Linked DNA regions of Mus musculus: region 1 is linked to region 2. The links are chromatin contacts, called in public HiCAR-type maps. All regions are on one chromosome and are shown on one strand. The core of a region is the stretch at or near the end of the contact, and the rest is flanking DNA. Distances in the headings are between cores, read along the strand shown. Region 1 overlaps Usp24 (ubiquitin specific peptidase 24). Region 2 overlaps Prkaa2 (protein kinase, AMP-activated, alpha 2 catalytic subunit).

Region 1 (3,602 bases), core at 261-2,760, 1.3 Mb after region 2:
ATTTATTTATTTATTTATTACATGTAAGTACACTGTAGCTGTCTTCAGACGCACCAGAAGAGGGCATCAGATCTCATTACGGGTGGTTGTGAGCCACCAGAAGAGGGCATCAGATCTCATTACGGGTGGTTGTGAGCCACCATGTGGTTGCTGGGATTTGAACTTCGGACCTTTGGAAGAGCAGTCGGGTGCTCTTACCCACTGAGCCATCTCACCAGCCCGACATTTCTTAATCCAATTAAGTTGACCATAGAATTAACCATCACACTTCTTTATTATAGCCTTGAGCCTAGTAGATTTTTTTATGTTCAAAATGTAATAAACTATATTTGATTTTTAGAAGCTGGAGACTTTAAGATTCTGAGTTAAGTATGAAGAAATATAGATTTATCAAAAGAATTTGGATAGTGCCTTAGAATTTTTTGTGATATAATTTATCTACAGTGGTATCCATTGCCAGGACTCAAAAAATTTTAAGGGAAAAATTTTTATTGCCATGTACAGAATTTTTATTTACTTATTTGTTGAATGTTTAATATCCATGGGTTGGTATTTTCTCAACTACTGTCTCTTAAGAATAGTGCCATTTATTTATTTTTTTCCTAAAAGCATAAATCTAAAAAAAAAAAAACAAAGCAGTTTATTTTTTACATACACAGGGCTTACTCTGTAGCCCTGACAGACCTGTATAGACCCTGGTGATTTTGAACTCAGAGATCTACCTGCACCTGTCTCCCAGAGCGCAGGGCCATGGCCTGTTTGGTTTTTGTTTGTTTGTTTGTTTGGTTGGTTGGTTTTGTTTTGTTCTGTTTTTCTTAAAGATGGGTTCTCATATTGTGGCCATCCACCTACCTACCTTCCCAGGTGCTGGACTAGAGGTGTAAGCCACCTGCATAGGAACTAATCTTCTATCTCAAAAGTCCTTGATAACACAGCAGAGTCCTTTAGATCTGGATGGGTGTTGGGGCTGTTTGGAAGTCTTGCTGGAGAGGCCTAGCAGCCCTGTGAAGGAAAGCCTTTGCAGAGGCCACTTACAGTTGGGCTCTGGCTTACTATTCCTATTTTGACTTTTGTGGTATGTTTTATGTTGAAATGCTAACCAAAGTAATAAATTGACAGTGTTATTTTCATTTGTGTGATTTACTTCTCACGGTTCATGCCTCATTTTGAAATGTTCTGTTGAATTATAGTAGCAACAGATCATCGCTGCTTCAGTCTTACACACAGGAACAACTGTTGTTTGTTTTTGACAGAATGTGATGTATTGGGTGAGTAGCTAGCACTCAATTCCTACTGAAATGATGCTGGCCAAGTATATTCCTTTGTACCATCAATCAATAGTTTACAATGTGTGTGCGCAGAGAGGCCCACACGCATCGGTAGTGGATGGCAAGCAAGTCCTCTTTGCTTCTCATCACTCTGAGCTTTATTTGGTTAACATCTAGAACAGGTCTGTAGTAAAGGAATTCCAAGCATTCACTAAGGGTTGAAGGTCAGAAATGATGCAACCTTGCTTCTCCTTCCCCCAGTGCATAGTGACAACAATCTGGAGAGAAGTATCAAGGCTACATAGCCAGATATCCTTACAAAGCAGAAACCGTCTCCACAGCCGACTGGTTTCTGCTGTTCTTTTCCTTGTTCCAGCAAATAAAGTTTCATGTTATAACTTTAGGGATTAAAATAGAAGATTTGTCTCAGGGTTGGAAGGGACCATATAGATCTTGGTATGTCAAATCTTGTCACTTAGAGGATAGTGACTTTTGGCTCATTATCAAAATCAAAAAAAAATTGTCCTCTTGCATTTTTGGGTGGACAATGTTTACTGTTTTTTGTTTGTTTGTTTGTTTGGTTGGTTTGTTTTGTTTTTGTTTTTTTGGTTTTTCGAGGCAGGGTTTCTCTGTATAGTCCTGGCTGTCCTGGAACTCACTTTGTAGACCAGGCTGGCCTCGAACTCAGAAATCCACCTGCCTCTGCCTCCCAAATGTTGGGATTAAAGGCGTGTGCCACCACCGCCCAGCATGTCTACTTTTAAAAATGTTCATTCTCTCTCTTTCTCTCAGGCAGGGCCTTGCTCTGTGGCTCAGGCTGGCCTCAGGTGTACAATAATCTTCCTGCCCAAGCCTCCCAAGTACTGGGATTAAAGCCTGCACCATTACACTCAACTTTATTTGAGAGACGGTTTCTGTAGGCCAGGCTGGCCTTCAGTTTGCAGCAATCCTCCTGCTGTAGCCTCTTGAGAACTACAGCCGACTGCACAGCCATGTATTTCTTTGTAACATGAGGAAGTATTTGACTGTAGGCCATCTTAAATATACCCTTCCTCACAAAGTTTCTGTCTTTAGTCAACATGATTCCCTTTGTTAAATATTGTTTGGGTTAGAAGGTCAAAGTTACTATGGAGCTACCTCCTTCCTTTGCTTTCTTCTTTCTGTCTGTAATTCCTTGTAAGTTAGTGAAGGCTGCTGGGCTTCAGGAGGAGAAGGATGCCAAGCAGTTGCTGTCACTTCCCCAGGTGCTGTGTCAGCCTATCACGTTAGCACTCCTGAGCCCTGCCTGAGTGTATGCAGTCAGTATGGGTACTGAGTACTTGGAAATAAGCTGTACAATCCTGGGCCAGTTGGTAGCCTGGTTTACAAACTGTTTCAGATTTGTTTCCTTCATTTTTTTGGGGAGTGGGGGGATGGATTTCTGGATTTTTGGATTTTCGAAATAGGGTTTCTCTGTATAGCCTAGGTTGTCCTGGAACTCATTTTTAGACCAGGCTGGCCTCAAACGCAGAAATCCACCTGTCTCTGCCTCCTGAGTGCTGGGATTAAAGGCATGCACCACCATGCCTGGCGTTTCCTTCACTTTTTTTTTTTTTAAAAGATTGATTTATTATTATATCTAAGTACACTGTAGTTGTCTTCAGACACACCAGAAGAGGGCATCAGATCTCATTACAGATGGTTGTGAGCCACCATGTGGTTGCTGGGATTTGAACTCAGGACCTTCGGAAGAGCAGTCGGTACTCTTAACCACTGAGCCATCTCTCCAGCCCTTCCTTCACTTTTAAACTGTCCTTTTGTTGTCTATATATTAAACAGCGTATCAAAAATACCATCTGGGAGATTGTGTACATTTGTAGATTTAAAATTAAGCATTTAAAAAAAAAGAAATTAAGCATTTTGAAAGATAACTTGGAACACTATTAGCATGTTTAAAACATTTGACCTAGATTCTGTATGTTAATAATTGCAGAAATAAACCTGCAAATTAGTGAACTCTTAGAGGATACTTTAGAAAGTCAGCTTTAAAACATGACACGGCATTATGATTCCTTGTCGGTGCAAAAGGCTTTTCTCCTGGCTGGCCTGCCTTGCCGCCCCGCCACCTTTTTCTGCTCTCGCTGGGTTGGTTGACTGACTTGAAGAGCTAATCCATGGCATTGCTAGTGTCGGTCTGATCCTGCACTTGTCTGCACTTGTCCATTCTCTACAAAGTAGACTTAACACAGCCTTGTGGTCGCTGGTAGGGTAGGAACAATCTTATTTCAGCTCCACAAGCCCCCTAAGACCTCGAAGACTAACATACCCAGTGTGCTGTTAATCACTTTATTGGTA
Region 2 (3,638 bases), core at 345-2,844:
CATATATTATGGGACTATTGTATAGGCTAAGAACGAATGCATGGTGCCCCAGAAAAGCAAGTCAAATTATTACTATCCAGTAATACACTACGTGATGATCATGGACACAACCTAGTATCTGCCAAGTTTCAGTTTTATTTTTTACACACAAAAGTCACTGTTAAACATGATGAAAAAAAAAACCACAACTATTCCTACCAAAATAATATCAAAATACTATCCTTCAAGGTCATAGTTCATAGCAACTTCAAAATGAACACTCAAAACAGTACAACCATGAATATAGTTGTGAACAGTTTTGACAGTTGTATTTTGGTACATTAAGGCAGCTTCAGACAACACTTTGAATAACAATATTTATTGAAACAAAAGACAGATTCGATATTTAAACATTTGAGGTTTTCAAGAAATTTTTAAGTGTCTTACAGTAAGAACACTATGATTTGTGAAACTGTGTCTTAAACATTCTCAGCACTATGCCCTTATTACATATGACATCTAAAAACAAGATACTCATCCTACCATTCTCAAAGGTGTCTAGTAAAAAAGGGAGGATTGACACTGAGGATGGGACTATAAACCCCTACTTAGGGGCTTTGAAACGGCTTCTCACACACATCTGTGAGGTAGGTTATCATCCACATTTTGTACAAGAGAAAACTACACAAGGTTACATAACTTGTGCTGCTATCGTAACACACAGGGAATTAGATCCAATTAAGAGTCAGTCCTTAGCTCTGAATTTCTTTCCTTTATAAACTTTCAAATATAAACACTGCTAATAATTGCATTCATTTTAAAAGCATAAGAAGGCAGCCAAATATTTTCCCAGGTGGCTTTAAAAAGTGAAATAAGTGAAAGAGAAAATGTATTCAGTGAAGAACGTCACTGGTGATGCTGTGAGGTTTGGTCAAGTAGAACTGAAAGGGCAGAAGCAAATCCTGTGACCGTCTGTGGGAGGGACAGGTAGGTCACAGAGAACCCGAGGAACAGGAGAGGGGGTGGGGTGGGGCAGACTTGGAACACGTTCACTTTGACTCTACAATTATTTGAGAAGGCACCAGGTACGCTTTCTTTCTTTGTGTAGACAGTGGGTCTATGTCTCTTTGATTCTGGGAAAATGTTCTCCATTTAGAAAACATGGGCTTCGAATGTGGTAACAAACCTTATTTACAAGTGACTTTTAGCTGTGAAAATGCACATTCAGACTAGCAGGAGAAAAATAACAATGCAACTCTTTCCTAGGAGGCTTCGGTTTCTCTTTGCAAATTTAAATAAACACAAAGTAGCAAACCTTGAATTAAAAAAAAAAATCTGTATAAACCTTGTTTTTTAAAAAGTCTGTCCAAAAAAAATTTTTTTCATTCTAGGACATTCTAAAAATCCTTAACTATTTTTTTTAAAACTGGAAAGAATATTATACCCTAGAATTTCCTTAATTGCACTTTAAATATATTTGAATTACCCACCCTGCTTGTTCAAATAATCATGAATTACCTCTATAAAACTTGAACTGCTTTTAGACATAAACTACAGTTACTAAAAGTCACATGCAGTCGCAACCGGCACTGCTATGCAAGGCTGGCAGTAAACATTAATGTTGGCTCACAAAATACAGGCCTGCAGTCTGATAACGTCTGGATTGGACCTGATTCTGAACAGGTTATGGCTGAAGAAGCTTAATCAAAACTCCATCCAGTCTAGAGTCTAGACTGGGGCCTGTTCCTCACGGTATTACTGTTCAGTAGCATCAACCGCATCATAAATATTCAAGGAAAGGCGCCGCTGATAAAGACGCCGCTGCTAACTTGTTTACATAATCCATATGTATATATACACATACATATATGCATGACTTAAAGCTCATTAACTTAAGTTACGTTTCCAAGTTTAAAAAGGCTTGGTGAACTTCTATCAGAGCCAATAGTGATTAGGTAGCTCAGAGAGACACACTGTATAAAAACAGTGTCATCTCATTTATGCACAAAATTAAAAATGGCCAAAATGAAATTTAGATAAGCCTAGTTCAGCTAGCAGTCACAAACTGTGATCATTTAGATCGGGCTGGGGCTAATTTTCCTCGACAAAGAGCGCCTGGACTTTCAGAATCATGTAGAGGGCCAGGGGATTGAGGTTGAAGTTAAGCCCTTGCTTCTTACACGGGAAGCCTGGGCTCAGTCACCAGTATAAAACTCCCTACACCCAAATCATATAAATACAATTTCAGAAAAAAAAATATGTCCTAGAGATTTTTCTGGATTTTAAGCACCCTCAATAACTTATAAATACTTATAATAAAATCAATATAATCATAAATATTTCACAAAATTACATCTAGTTAGTGCAATCAACTAGCTTTTATAATTAGACTAACTACATTCACTTATAACTACTATATGTCATTCCAGGACTTACAAACAACACACCAGTGTTTATTTTTATTACTTGACTCTCAGATGTTTCACAAACTCTTTCTGTTCAGCCCAGAAGATGATCAACTGCAGTGAGCCTGCTTACTGGACTGGGTACTGCGAGGGAGCACTAGCAGACCTGGAAATGCATGGGCCCCACCACTGCTACCTAGCAGTCATCTTCTAATGAATGCTAAATCCACACCATGTTTTCAGTTTTGCATTCCAGTAGTCCAAGTACTTTTGGTTAGTGTACCTTTGAAATGCCTCGGACTAAGGAAAAAACACTCATACTAGCAAACAAATACATAAAATGTGAACACTCACACTGACGCTCTGAAGTAGTAAACAAGGCATGACTTCAGAGCTCAGAGGGACGATAGCTCTGTGTCCATCCCTTTCATTTTAGGGTTTTAAATTGAGGCCAAGTCCTAGATCACACTTACTATCCAGAGTTTTCAACAGAGTTGCCAAGAACTACTAAGCCATAAGCCCTACTTAACAAGCCACAGAGAACTGAAGGACAAGTTGCCAGACTGAACCAAACACAAAGCAGACAAGTCTACGGGCAGTCTCACATTTAGGTATGAGACTTCACCCTGGGAGTGACCAGGCAGAGCTGTGGTATCTGTGTTAGGTATGTTCCAGGCTGTTAAGTCTTATGAACATCAGTGTGGGGCCCACATTAACTAAGCATGCTTGCATGTTAGCAGAGACTACAGATGAAGCAGTATAAAAATCTGATTCGGTTGTTTACGATTATTTTCCAAATTGTGTTTCATTTCATTTGTATTAAATTTGTGTTCCCTGAGTACAAACTAGCTAAGAAAAGAGTAGATTGAGAATTAAGTAAATATTCTTGAATACTTACTTGCATAAAGTAGAGAATTACTGTGCTACATATACCCAATTCCCTAACACAGAGGGTCTTAATGTTTCTGCTTAGCTTAGGCTCCTAGCTTCTCTCTGCAGATAACCAGATGTTGCAAGGGCCTTTTACAAGAGTTCTTGATCAAAACAGAACCCTAACTTGTGAATGGTTTGGTTTTCTCTCTCCCTGTAGATTTACTTTGAGATAGCTTCAATTTTGGTTTCCTAAATAAAAGGACTTAGAAAACGTTCAGTGGCCATTGAAAAATGAATAAAACTGGCTTGCTATCCATGAAGCCACAACAGAAAGCCACTGCTCTCTTACTCTTCTGGTTTTCCATAAGTAACCTTGTCTAG

What was found. HiCAR-type assays count read pairs that join an accessible place to other places.
Region 1: a HiCAR-type map of kidney shows a contact between it and region 2, with 7 times the contacts expected there. The contact joins two enhancer-like sites. A contact is called at or near these places in 1 of 39 promoter capture datasets (hippocampal neurons), 1 of 484 Hi-C or Micro-C datasets (cortical neurons), 1 of 115 datasets of contacts at active chromatin or transcription factors (kidney) and 1 of 9 other capture datasets (embryonic stem cells).

Annotation. Positions count from the first base shown.
Region 1 is chr4:106,329,256-106,332,857 of GRCm38.p6, forward strand. All of the region lies in intron 1 of Usp24 (ubiquitin specific peptidase 24), which reads left to right. Among named protein-coding and RNA genes, the nearest start is that of Gm40218, 6.6 kb to the left of the region's middle. Within about 2 kb of position 1,511, at least 45 of the 459 cell types and tissues checked have an H3K27ac peak or open chromatin away from gene starts, as enhancers often do. A contact at or near this core is called in kidney, where this site is marked.
Region 2 is chr4:105,029,532-105,033,169 of GRCm38.p6, forward strand. It overlaps Prkaa2 (protein kinase, AMP-activated, alpha 2 catalytic subunit), which reads right to left. Exons shown (of 9, transcript NM_178143.2): 9 at 119-3,638. Among named protein-coding and RNA genes, the nearest start is that of Gm52670, 12 kb to the left of the region's middle. Within about 2 kb of position 1,595, at least 7 of the 459 cell types and tissues checked have an H3K27ac peak or open chromatin away from gene starts, as enhancers often do. A contact at or near this core is called in kidney, where this site is marked.